2 separate regions of the Xenopus laevis genome follow, and region 1 is linked to region 2. Evidence: chromatin contacts called from public Hi-C data. All regions are on one chromosome and are shown on one strand. Each heading gives the region's core, a stretch centred on a gene start, on an enhancer-like site or on the middle of the called end of the contact. The rest is flanking DNA. Distances are from core to core; before and after follow the strand shown.

Region 1 (6,490 bases), core at 3,208-5,707, 86 kb before region 2:
GTGGCTATACTTTGTTTCAGAGGGGCAGCATCAATAGAAAAGGGGAGGGGTATGTCTGTTTGTTAGGCAGGATTTAAAAGCTAATATAAAGGAGGAGGTGATATTAGAAAATGAGGGGGCAGAATTCTTATGGATGGAGATATTCACTGATTGTAAAGATTCCAGCAAATTAATTATAGGAGTATGCTATAGACCCTCTAATGTAAGTGAGGAGGCAGGGCCGAATTTACATAGTGGGTGCCCCTAGGCCCACTGCCCTTCGTCGCCCCTGTCCCCTTCCCTTTATTCACGCAAATTTTCATCATCTGGACTGGAGCAATGGGGATTGGTGCATGGGAAGTTTAAAAAATGATTGTATCTCCAAGTGTTTTTGAACCAATGTGGGTGTGGTTAGCAGGCCTAGATGGGCTTTCCACAAATCCGTGCCTGTGAGGAGGAGGCTAAACTCTTAATGTTAATAGAAAAGGCTGCTAGTTTGGGGAAATTTATGACAATGGGGGATTTTAATTACCCTGATATTGACTGGAGCAACAGTACTGCCATTGTAAACAGTGCAATTTAGAAATAATAACAACACCATAAAAATCATGACAGAATCCCTTTAATGGGAAAAAATGTATACACTTGTTGCATGATAACTTTGTGGCACAAGTTGTTGAGGAACAGTGTGAACGCACTCACTAGTCCTCCTCTGTTTGATTGCCTGGTGCACAGTCCTCTAGGGAGACGGCACTCCCCGATCTCCAATTGAAAGAAACGAAAGGAGAAACTGGCACACAGGAGCATAAACAAACGGGGTAAACCCCTTACGTGTTTATTACGTCAAATGATGCACAACGTTTCGGGGGCACGCCCCTTCGTTAAGAGAGGACAGAATGTAAAACAAAAATTGTTACAACGTGAAAGTTACTGGATCTGGCTACTTCAAACGCAAGTACCAAAGGGACTTAATGAAGACTTCAATTTAACTTGCTATTTATAATATAGTACATTGTAGCCATGTACCTAAGCTGATAACAAGTATAGATACATTGTTTTGGTAGTCCTGACTCCTGATATTTAACTCTGTATCTCTCTACTTTGCAGATAACAGCTGAATTGAATATTCTGCAGTAGGTAATAGCCTATAATTTTGTACCCTGTAATATTCTATATGTGTGATAATATTTCAAGTGCAAGTTATCAATTTTCTTTCACCTTTTTGGACTGTTTTTTTTTTTTGTGTATTTTGGACTTTATTGTACCATTGAATTTTTTGTAATTTTTTCTATGCGGTGGGAGGGCCTAGCAGGCTATTTAAGGGTTGTATAGACTGTCTGCAACATCACCTGACAAAGGGGCGTGCCCCCGAAATGTTGTGTATCATTTGACGCAAGAAACACGTAAGTGGTTTACCCCGTTTGCTTATGCTCCTGTGTGCCGGTTCCTCCTTTCGTTTCTTTCCATACAAGTTGTTGAGGAGCCAACCAGAAAAAAAAATGCTATACTGGATCTAGTAATCTCTAATTACTCAGAACGTATAGCAAATGTGCAAGTAATTGATCCCCTGGGTAATAGTGACCATAATGTGATCTAATTTAATGTCTGGTGCAAAAAACAAATATACCCTTGGGCAACAAAAACCCTGAATTTAAGAAAAGCTCATTTTAGCTCATTAAAGGCTGCCCTTCAGAGCATAGATTGGGACATTATGTTTTCTGCTAAAAGACAGAACAGAAATGGTTGTCATTTAAAATTATATTAAAAAGTTACTGGATTTAATTTATTCTCTTAAGAAGCAAATGTAGAAGCACCAATAACCATGATATGTGGCTCAATATGGAGGTAAAGAACTTAATAGCAAAGAAGGCATTTAAAACTACAAGTGTGTGGGGCAAATTGCTGCTCAGGCTAAGCCTAACCCCAACAAGTTTTTTAAGTATACTAATAGTAAAAATATTCCGGTTGACAGTGTTGCTCTTTTAAATAATGATACCAGTATGGTTGTAACAGATACAGAAAAGGTGAATTTGCTAAATCAGTCCTTTTCTTCAAAGTATACAATAGAGGAGTCAGAGTTCCCAGGCTTACTTCGTAGCTGCAATGATGGTTCAGCTCAATCTAGTCAGTGCCTGACTCGGGATATGGTTCATAAAGCTTAAATAAAAATGAATGTGAACAAGGGCCAGATGGCATACACCCCCAGGTACTATCAGAACTTAGTTCTGTTTTAGATTGGCCTCTATTTATGCTTTACTCAGATTTGCTTTAATCTGGTATGGTACCTATGCATTGGAGGAAAGCTGAAGTCATTCCAATATTATTGGAATTATTTCAAGGCATTGATGCCTATGTATTAATTCAATTCCCATTATTTGGGGCTTCTCTGTGGACCCGGCGGGCCTCCCCTCCATTCCACATCATAATGTATGGATGCGTTCTTATTTCTTGCTTATACTTACCTGTAACTTTCTTAAAGCAAAAACATATTGAATCACATTTTGTTAAACAAATGGCATAATCCTTCTATTTTCTTATCTTCTTGTGTTCTTATATTTTCATGTTATTGGTCTTGTTACTCATGCACATGACACAGAACTGTATCTTTGTATATATGTTGATTTGCTGCAATAATAATATATGATACAAAAGAATGAATATGAACAATTACATATTGGATGTGATATGCAGATGTGAACATGGAAAAATAAAGAATTTATAAAAAAAAAATATTTCAAGGCTTGTTAAGGGATCACATTCAAATTTTTGTCTTAGTGAATGGCATTATGAGCAGGAATCAGCATGGCTTTACGAAGGATAGGTCATGTCAAATAAATCTGATTGCTTTTTATAATGAGGTAAGTAAGATGCTGGAGTGGAGGAGCAGTAGGTATGATGTATTTGGATTTTGCCAAAGCATTTGATACAGTGCCCCAGAAACGACTGCTTTCTAACTAAGGTCTGTTGGGCTTAAAGGAGAAGTAAACCCCTTAATAAAAAAACCCTACCCTACATAGGCACCCCTCCCTCCTCCCCCCCAGCCTAGCTGCTACCCCGGGCAAAGGCCCTTAACGTTTCACTTACTCCTCAGTGCAGATTCATGGCATCGAGTTCATGGGCAGTGGGACTGGCTAGACTTGCTCAAATAATCCCTAGTATGGTCAATATTGGCCAAACTGCCCAATCTGCCAAATATAAGCACGTATGGCTCCCCTGTAGTGGGAGTGATCATGAGGAGAGGCAAGCATTAGAATGTAAACATGACTATATATTGGAAGGTATGCTTGCTTGGCAAGGTCAATAAAGAAGCAGTTCTTACACAAATATGCCCATCTTTAGGTGAATGATATCAGATCAAACGACAGGCTGTTGAAACTAGCACCACATCAACGAGCCAATGCAGTCTTCACCCAATGAGATTTTTAAAACTTTCCGATCGATATCTGGAATTTGTGGCCAGATATTGGTCAGTAAGCCCCATACACAGACAGGTGCCAACTTGGACTGAAGGAGCCAAATCAGCAGCTAAAATTTGCCTGTGTATGGCCACCTAAAGTCTGAATGTAAGTCTGAGGAGATGTAGGTGATAATGAGGAAGGGCAAAGTGCAAGTGGAAGGGGTGAATGCAAGAATAGAAGGGTTGATGATTCAGCCATAGTCCAGGGAAGAACATGTTTGAACCCCTTATCTCACCAGATTAAACCTTTAAACTGATCTTCCAGAAATGTCAATGAGAACCAATAGGAATTCTCCCCAAATCTACCCCTAACTGCTGTACAGGGCAGCCCCCTGTGTGTGTGGGGGGCCACTCACGTGTTTTGTGCTGACATATTGCTAACATAAAATGACAGAACTGGATCATGAAAGGTGAAAGATATATTAAATTATATAGAATGAGTATAGCACCAACAAATTATGCAGCAGCACTGTACAAAGATTATACAACACCCACTGGTTCAGCTCTATGGACATTAGGGATAATATTTGGACAAGTGCTCAGAATCTACCCCTAATTGGTAGCTCTGTTACCCCAAGCCTGTGGCAGCAATGTGGTCTTTTCACCCTCTGTGCAACTATTCTCCCTGTGTGACTAAATATACCCCCATTCTCTAATGTGGGGGGAGATGGTATATTAAATGGCCACAGACCGAACTGTAGCCCCTTACAGGTAGCAGCACTCCATGGTTGATAGAGGTACATGCTCTTGGGTGTATATGGTCCCATGTCTGACAGATATCACTACTAGTCAAACAGTATGAGTCTTTAATGAATGTTCTGGAATGCAGAAACATTGTGTAAATGTGACAACAATCTTTTCAGAGAGGGTTGCAAGCCTGCCACTGTGTATGGGGAGGTGTCGGGGACTCTCAGGTAAAGCCACAGCCTGTAATATCCACCTGCACTGCCCTGTACAGACTACTGACTGTGACACTATACTGTAGCAGCCACAGTGTCACATGCACTTCCCCAGCATCCCACGGGGAGGTGCTGCTTCCCCTCCCTACATACCCATCAATAAATTATTTGGATAGAGAGCAGGCGAGTTGGTAAGAAGGATTAAGATACTTAGTACTGATATACAGAGCAGTGAGCAGGATATCGTTACTCTGTAATGTTCTATAGAGTGGGAAATTGATGAGTAGGAAATAGATACTAAGTACTGTTATACAGAGCGGGGAGTGGGTGAGCAGGGTAAGAATACTCAGTACTGTTATACAGAGTGAGGAGTGGGTGAGCGGGATATACATACTCAGTACTGTTATACAGAGTGGGCAGTTGGTGAACAGGGAAGGGATCATCAGTACTGTTATACAGAGCAGGGAGTTGGTGAGTGGGATATAGATACTCAGTACTGTTATACAGAGCAGGGAGTTGGTGAGCAGGGTAAGGATAATCAGTAATCTTATACAGAGAGGGGAGTTGGTGAGCAGGGTATAGATACTCAGTACTGTTATACAGAGTACGGAGTGGGTGGGCTGGGCATAGATACTCAGTACTGTTATACAGAGTAGGGAGTGGGTGGGCTGGGTATAGATACTCAGTATTGTTATACAGAGCGGGCAGTTGGACATAGATATTGTTATACAGAGCGGGCAGTTGGCGAGCAGAGTATAGATAGTACTGTTATACAGAGTGAGCAGGGTAGGGATACTCCGTGCTGTTAAACAAAGTGGGGAGTTGGTGAGCAGGGTAGAGATACTCAGTACTGTTGTACAGAGTGGGGAGTGGGTGAGCAGGTTATAGATACTCAGTACTGTCATACAGAGTGAGGAGTGTTTGAGCAGGGTAGGGATACTCCGTGCTGTTATACAAAGCGGGGAGTTGGTGAGCAGGGTAGAGATACTCAGTACTGTTGTACAGAGTGGGGAGTGGGTGGGAAGGGTATAGATACTCAGTACTGTTATACATAGTGGGTGAGCAGGGTATAGATACTCAGTACTGTTATATACAGTATACTGTGCTTATACCCAGGTTCCCATGCACACATGGACAGATAAAGACTGTAGCCATGTACAGCTGTGGAACCTTCAGGTGCCTGCGCCAGATGCAGCAAGTGACTAACCTCACATTCTCAGGCTATTGACCCCTCTGTGCTTTCCTAGTATTGTGTCAGGTCAGGCCAGTTGCTAAGGAATGCTGCAGGTACTTGTTGGGTGGATAGACACAGGGGACACCCAGCCCCTTCCCCTCTATTGTCTTCATTTTAGCTGGAAGCATCACTGCTAAATTAGTTGAACAGGAAGTGATATTGGGGTCATCAGGCAGGCACTCCCCAGCACCTCTTCCTGTCCCCTGGGCCACATGTGAGTTGCACTGCACTATATCTGTAGGGGGCGCTGTGGGGTGTGGGTCCCACGCAGACTGAAATATTCTTTCTTTCCAGCTGCTCCATGGCTCTTTGGGCTGGGAATGACTACAGTTGAACCCCCATTTTACATTTTCAGGGGCCAGGAAAAAAAGTGTGTAAAATCACGGCAAATGTAAAATTAGGGAAATGTGTTAAAGCAACTTGTTATAAGTACTTAAAGGATGTAAGCACAGGAGTCAGATTTACTGAGAAATACAATACATCATACTAAAAGTTAAAAGGTGAACAACCCCTTTACGGTGTGCATTGGGCTGTTCTTCAAGTTGTATTATGTTTCATTTTGGTTATAATTGACCTAAGGAAAACAGTACCTCTGGCCTAGTATAAGTATACATTTCTAAAATAGAATATGAAGACATAATTTGAATGCCCATCCTATGTTAGATGTCATCAATGCATGTCTCTGCCTACATAGCTTACAATCTAAATAGTAGGTGGTGAGGAACTGATTGCATCTGCTATAAGGGAATGGGAAGAGAGCGAGGTGCAATGTGGGCAATGTTAATACAGATTGATCCAGGTCCAAAGTGGCTGTTAGAAGGAATATGGATACAGATAGATTTACAGGAAAAGAAAGAGATGGAGCAAAAAGAAGAGATGGAGCAGACAGATGGAGGGGCAGAAGGAAGAGAGGGTCAGAGG
Region 2 (6,941 bases), core at 1,039-3,538:
ATGGCATTACAGTGGCTATAGTACAATCATGCCCTGGGCATCTATTCCAGCCCAAAAATCCCTACTAAAGCGATAATGCTCCCTGCATCCAGCATGTGCCTGACATGTTGGTGGCCCTAAGGAGACCTCTCATAAGTAACCTCTGCCCCTGTATCCAGCAGGTACTAAGATGCCTGATGATTTGCTGCTCCATTCCCAGTCGGATGCAGAACTTCATGTTCCACCAGTACTTGCCCCCCATCCGATGACAGGTGCCTCATCTGCAGGTTTAGGGAGCCGTAGGTTTTCCTGGGACCCCGAGCAGGGAATTGTTTCCTGTGGTAGAGTTCACCTTTGCAGATGGAAACCATGAGGAGCAGGGAGAGGAGTGTGCCACCCAGAGTCAGCAGCCCCAGGCCGGCAATGATACATTTGTCCAGGTGGGTGCCCAGGCGGGCATAGTAGTGCTCCAGTCTCTCCATTTCACGGGCACTCACAGACTCTGGACTGACACGTACCTCTCGTGGGATCATGTAAGCAATGGCCACCAGAATTATACCATTGACCAAAAGAATAAGGGAACAGATGAAACCATAATCCACAGAATGGCGGGGTGTCTCCGGGACCTGGCTGTCCTCTGAGTGAGGAGATGCATCACCTGTCCCCAGTTGCCCCCTTACCTCAGGGTTGGGGCTGCACTGATGGAAATGCCCCAAATTATCTTCAAAGATGAGGTCTGTGGGCTCCTCATAGGCTGGATTCTCAAATGCTCTGCTTTCTTCCCAATGCGGTGACCTGGTTCCATGTCCGGCTGGTAGGTTTCTCAGCTCTAGGGAATCTGCACGAGCCATTGGCGAGGGCTGAACATGCTGCGCTCAGGGAAGCACATGGCACGAGAGCTTAGAACAAATGAGAGATAAATAGGGTAAGGGCCAATGGCTGCTATCTGCCCCCTACCTAAAAATACTGGCACCTTCCCTTCCCCAAGCCTAATAATACTGGTACCTTTCCCTCAGCCTAATATAGGCACTTGCCCCCTATAATTATAACATTAACATCTTCCCCTCAGCCTAATAATACTGGCACTTTCCACTCAGCCTAATAATTTAGCACCCGCCAGCCTAGTACTTGTCCCATAATAACACTGGCACTTTCCACTCAGTCTAATAATACTGCAATCTGCCCCCTATGATAACATTAATGGCATCTTCCCCTCAGCCTTATAATACTGACACCTGCTCCTCTATAATAATACTGACACTTTCACTTGGCCTATTAATACTGGCACCCTCTCCTCAGCCTAATAATACTGGTACCCTCCCCTCAGCCTAATAATTCTAGCACCTGCCCTCTGTAACACTGGAACCTTCCTTTTAGCCTAATTCTACTGGCACCTGCCCCCCCATAATAATAACTCTGGCACCTTCCACTTAGCCTAATAATACCGGCACCTGACCCCTTATAATAACAATGCTGGCATCTTCTCCTCAGCCTAATAATGCTAGGACCTGCCTCCCTACAATAATAATGACAAATTAATACCCTCCCCTCAGCCTAATAACACTAGCACCTGCCCTCTATGATACTGAAACCTTCCTTTTAGCCTAATACTACTGGTACCTGCCCCCCCCATAATAATAACACTGGCACCTTCCACTTAGCCTAATAATACCGGCACCCGACCCCCTATAATAACAACTCTGGCATCTTCCCCTCAACCTAATAATGCAAGCACCTGCCTCCCTATAATAATACTGACACTTTCACGTTATTCTTCACCTATTAATACTGGCACCCTCTCCTTAGCCTATTAATACTGGCAGCCTCCCCTGAGACTAATAATACTAGCACCTGCCCTCTATATAACACTTTCCACTCAGTCACTCAATACTGGAACCTGCCCCCTATAATAATAACAGTGGCACCTCTAATAATACTGGTACTCCCCCCCCCATCTGCCCATAATAATAACATCGGCACTTTCCACTCTAATAATACTGGTGCCCGCCCTGGCCTGTCCCCCCCCCCCCCAATAAAAATGTTGGCACCTTTGAATCAGACTAATAATTGTATCACCTGCTCCAACTCAGCCCAATAACACTGGGACGTGCCCCTATAATATAACAATGGAGACAATGATAACAGAGAGAGAGAGGACAGGGACCTCCTCCTCCCCGGCCGGCAGGTGCCTCTGGAATGGACAAACACAGCAATCACTCACGGACCCTTCCATTACCTCTTTCTCAGCTCACAGAGATGCTTCGGGTTTGGGCCGGAAACCAGATCCGCCTTTCCACACTGGAAGCAGCAGCCACCGGACCGGGACTTATCTGTGTTGTCTGGGAGACATCAAAGCGCCATCTGCAGTGCACAGGTAGAGATAAAACGATACTAATTGTGGCTGTGCGCGCCACCTGCCGGGGAGAGAGGGGAAAAGCAAGGGCTGCCAGAGACAATTAGCCGGGCGGGCCAATGAGAGACGACTGCTTTATTCCAATGTTACAGCCCCAGCCCCTTACCCTCGCCCTGCTGCATGGGACAACTCCAGGGTGAAAGGTGCAAATGACCCCATGGACACATATTTCATAAATCCCCCATCACACAGGCAGTCGGAGACAGAACAAAGCCCATTTGCGTCAAAAAAATCATATAAAGCCACGTGAATTTATGTTTCTTAAAAAATCCAATTATAAATAAATATCTTACTGCCGTTCACTTTACTGCATCTTTGCTGCTGTCCAACCGCTCCCAGCCAACGATTAGTGGTAAATTAATGGATGAACAATAGTAACACTGATATTCCCACTGGCTCCCACCCTCTAGTGTTTATATAACCACTAGTTCCTCCCCCTAAACATTTATATACTGGCTCCCATCTCCTAGCACTTATATTCCTACTGGTTCATCACCCTAGTGTCTATATTAAAATACTGGGTTTTGTCCTTAGAGTTTATATTTATCTACTTGGTTCTGCCCCATAGTGCTAATATTCTTTTATTGGGTTCTGCCCCCTAGAATGTATTTATTTACTGGGTCCCATCCCCAAGTAATTATATTCCCACTGACTTCCACCCCTAGTGCCTATATTCCCACTGGGGCCCACAGTCCACCGCCCTAGTTCTTATATTTCTGCTTGAGAGCTAATATTGATGGATATAGCCAAAAGCAGTGCAGCCAACAGTCACATGATTCAGAGATCTATATCTAGATATTGTATCAGCCAGAAGTGATAGCTATTTAGAACTTCTGTTCCATTAGGAGGCAGAGGTCACCACTCAGGACAGGGAAGAGCAGGAGTGGACAGGTCATTGTCAGGTTCTGGGTAGAATATTCAGTTTCTGATCTGATGCTTCTGCCGACTATGAATCTCTTCTAGGCCTCTTTCCTTATTCTTGTGATCCAGTTTGGGAACTGTTATTAGAGCTGGTTCTGGTTCTTTTCTCAGGTGGTCACTATGACCTTCTTGCCCCAGTACTGAGCTGTCAATACCCCGGCAAAGAACATCCATGAGCAACAGAAAGAACATCCATGAGCAACAGAGATAATTGGGGACACCAAGGAGAGACCCAGCAATGCAATGCTATTTCAAGGTTATACCTGATGTAATAGCAATTCAGTGTTTGCTCAGTGTGTTTAAGTAGATTAAAGGGAGAGCACAGGGGCTTAGGGCTCTTTTCTGGATACCACCTAGCCGGGAGGTGGGCACAGGATTGGGTCTGGGCAGTGCCAGGCCCAGTTAGGAAAGTTAGTGATAGCTTTGTTGATAACTACAGGAATGAAAGACAGGCAGGATTCAGTAGCTGAGCAGCTGCAAGCTGTGGTGATCAGACCACCAGTATAGGGACTGAAGTGGTTGAATTTCAGGGACACAGCAAGTGACATGCCTGGAGCAAGGGACCCAGGGCTGCCATCAGGGGGCACAGGGGGTATAAGTGTACCGGGCCCGGGCCTGAAGGGGGGCCTGCCAGTGCTAAACTTTTCGAAAGACAATGTAATTCTCCTACCGCACACCTGTAGTTCACCAATCCTGCAATTGGTGGTGCGTTCCTTCCGTTGACCCGGCCGGGTCCCTTAGCAACCAATGTGTATAAGAACGCACACACACTGATTAATGCAGTCGGGGAATATCACCTTTTATTCAGCCACCAAACATCAACGTTTCAGGGGGGAACACATTCCCCCCCGAAACATTGATGTTTGGTGGCTGAATAAAAGGGGATATTCCCCGACTGGATTAAAATGTTCTAAAGAGCCTGGCCCCAATTGACAGTGCCGAAGCCTTGCCACCTACTTCAGAAGTCCCGAACAGCCAGAAGGCGGAAGTGCGAAAAAGCCAAACAGACGAAGTCCCGAATAGTCAAAAAGACCCGAAGCCAAAATTGAAGTCCTGAAGCGGCGAAAAGACCCGAAGCCAAGAAAACAGGCGGAATTGAAGTCCTGAATCGGCGAAAAGACCCAAAGTCACGAATGGAAGCGAAGTTGAAGTCCTGAAGCCACGAGTTCAATTCCTCTGAACACCAATGTGTATTTTCTTTATTTTTTTTAATCCCCTGGCCACCAATGTATTATTTTAATACTCTATCCCCTGCCACCGATGTTTTTTTTAAAAATGTTCTTTGGGGCCCCAATTTTTTTTAAACTTGTAAGGGGGGCCCTGGCACCAATGCTTTTTTAAAAAAAAACTTTTATGGGGGGCCCTGACGCCAATATTTTTTTTAACTTATAGGGGGCCCTGGTCCCCAATAGCTTTTTATAACTTGTGTGTGTGTGTGTGTGGGAGGGGTTACCTTTTTTAGCGCTGATGTCTGTGTGGTCTTTTAACTGTGATGTGGAGTGGGCGGTATCTGGGGCGGGGCTTGTTGTACGGGGCCCTGTGATTTCTATCGGCGGCCCTGATTAGGGACCACAGTAAGAGTCCAATGGTGAACTTATATGCTCATTAAGAAGAAGATACTTGTGCTTTATTCATGTGCTACTCATTTATGAGCAGAGTTCTGATGCCACCAGAAGTAATATGCCTTTAGTCCTCTAATTATTTGCCTAAACTGTCAGTGGTCCAGAAGTTATCCACCAGTAGGGTTGCCACCTGGCCGGTATTTTACCGGCCTGGCCGGTAAAAATGATGCTAGATGCCAATGTTATTAATAGGAAAAAACGGCAAGAATATAGGCAGGCCGGTATTTTTTTACAGAAAAGGTGGCAACCCTATCCACCAGAGTGAGAAGATCCAGCATTAATGCATTGCTAGGAGTTGCTTGGAGTTGTCCTCTAAATACTGGTTTACAAAAGGCACACTTGAAGCAGTACACATGTGTACAACACTTCTATAGGGCACACCCAAGCCCAGATTTCTGGTGCGGCGCCCCTAGGCCTCGCAGTTCGATCGGGTGGCCGCGCGGTCCTAGCGCCCGCCCACACTCCCCCTGTGTGCCGTGAGCGCACACGTGCCTGCGCTGAAGCGCCGGCAAACGGCGCTGTTGAACGCGCATGTCCCCATAATGCAGCTGGGTGGCATGCTGCCCCTAATTTTTTGCCACCCTAGGCCCGGGCCTATGTGGCCTCGCCACAAATCTGGGCCTGGGCACACCTCATGGTGGGCTACAAACAAGTGGTGCAACATTACCTTTAAAGAAAAATACTGCACTGTAATATAATTTTTTGCGCTGTGTTTGTCTTTTCCTAAATTGTACAAGCCCTGGCTTTATTCCTTTGAACTTGTAACTATTGACACATCTGGAGGGGAACGGATTTTTTAAGCCAGCAAGAATAGAACTACAAAAACCCAGGAAAACTGAACTTTCTGGACTCAGATAGGACCTTGTCTTACACAGAGGCCCAAACTGACCCACACAGGCCCAATAAATAGTGACTGTCTATGGGATCTTTCAGCAGCCCCTCTGGCATTTGCCAGAATCTACTTTTGCCAGAATCTACAGATTGCCAGTCCGAGTCTCCTACAGACCCACAGTGAGGTATCTTACTCTCCCCTCATGGGTACTTCCTCACAAACCCACTTTTTCTTCTCTTTTAGCAAAAGAACCAGCCTAAAGTCCAGTTGTTTAGTCTTCAGAACCAGTGCAAGACTGAACTACGCAAGGAAGTAGGAGCCAAGTTCTACAGCTTTCTGGAGCTGAACAAGCATTCAGCGTACCAGAGTACAGTGACATCATCATAGTGCCAGGCCCCAAGTTCTACATACAGTGACATCATCACAATACCAGGCACCAAGTGACACATAAAGGGACATCATCAAAATACCAGGCACCAAGTTACACATACAGTGACATCATGTCAATACCAGGCGGGCACCAAGTTCCCGATACAGTGACATCATCGTAGTGCCAGGCTCCATATTCCCTGTACAGTAACATCGTTTCAACGCCAGGCCTCAAGTACAGCAATATCTTTGTAGTGCCAGGCTCCATTTTACCCATATATTTGCAAAACCAGGCTCCAAGTTCCCTATACAGTGACATCATCACAATGCCAGGCTCTAAGTTCCCCATACAGTGGCATCATTGCAATGCCAGGCTCCATGTTTCCCTTACACTGACATCATCACAATGCCAGTCTTCAAGTTCCCCACACATTGACAGCACCATAACGCCAGATATCAAGTTCTCCGTACAGTAACATTATTACAATGCCAGGCACAAGGTTCCCTGTATGGTGACATCATCACAATGCCAGGCACCATGTTCCCCAGTCAGCGACTGTATCACATTGCTAAATGTGTATATCCTATTTATTCACTGAATATGCTGCAATGAGTTTCATTTAGGTGCTTGTGTCTAACGCCTGCCCAATTTGACCCTTCTTGTAAAGCACCAGAATGGGGAATAAATCTGCACAGAGTTGGGCACTGCAGGAAGTAATACAAGGTTGGGCTACAATCAGGCCCAGACTGGCAATATGTGGGTTCTGGAAAATGCCATAGGGGCTGCTGTAAGATGCCATAGACA

The links. A called contact is a pair of places that touch in the nucleus more often than the background predicts.
Region 1: a contact with region 2 is called in a Hi-C map of the XL177 cell line, with 4 times the contacts expected there. The contact joins the enhancer-like site here to the promoter of tmem74b.L in region 2. A contact is called at or near these places in 2 of 4 Hi-C or Micro-C datasets (the XL177 cell line and the XTC cell line).

The regions. Positions count from the first base shown.
Region 1 is chr9_10L:18,915,703-18,922,192 of Xenopus_laevis_v10.1, reverse strand. All of the region lies in intron 6 of LOC108701997 (traf2 and NCK-interacting protein kinase), which reads left to right. Among protein-coding and RNA genes, the nearest start is that of csnk2a1.L, 4.5 kb to the left of the region's middle. Within about 2 kb of position 4,457, at least 1 of the 7 cell types and tissues checked has an H3K27ac peak or open chromatin away from gene starts, as enhancers often do.
Region 2 is chr9_10L:18,827,521-18,834,461 of Xenopus_laevis_v10.1, reverse strand. It overlaps tmem74b.L (transmembrane protein 74B L homeolog), which reads right to left and starts at 2,288. Exons shown (of 2, transcript NM_001096669.1): 1 at 2,216-2,288; 2 at 1-878. The coding sequence starts at 830. The coding sequence ends at 165. The region is part of intron 6 of LOC108701997 (traf2 and NCK-interacting protein kinase); the gene reads left to right.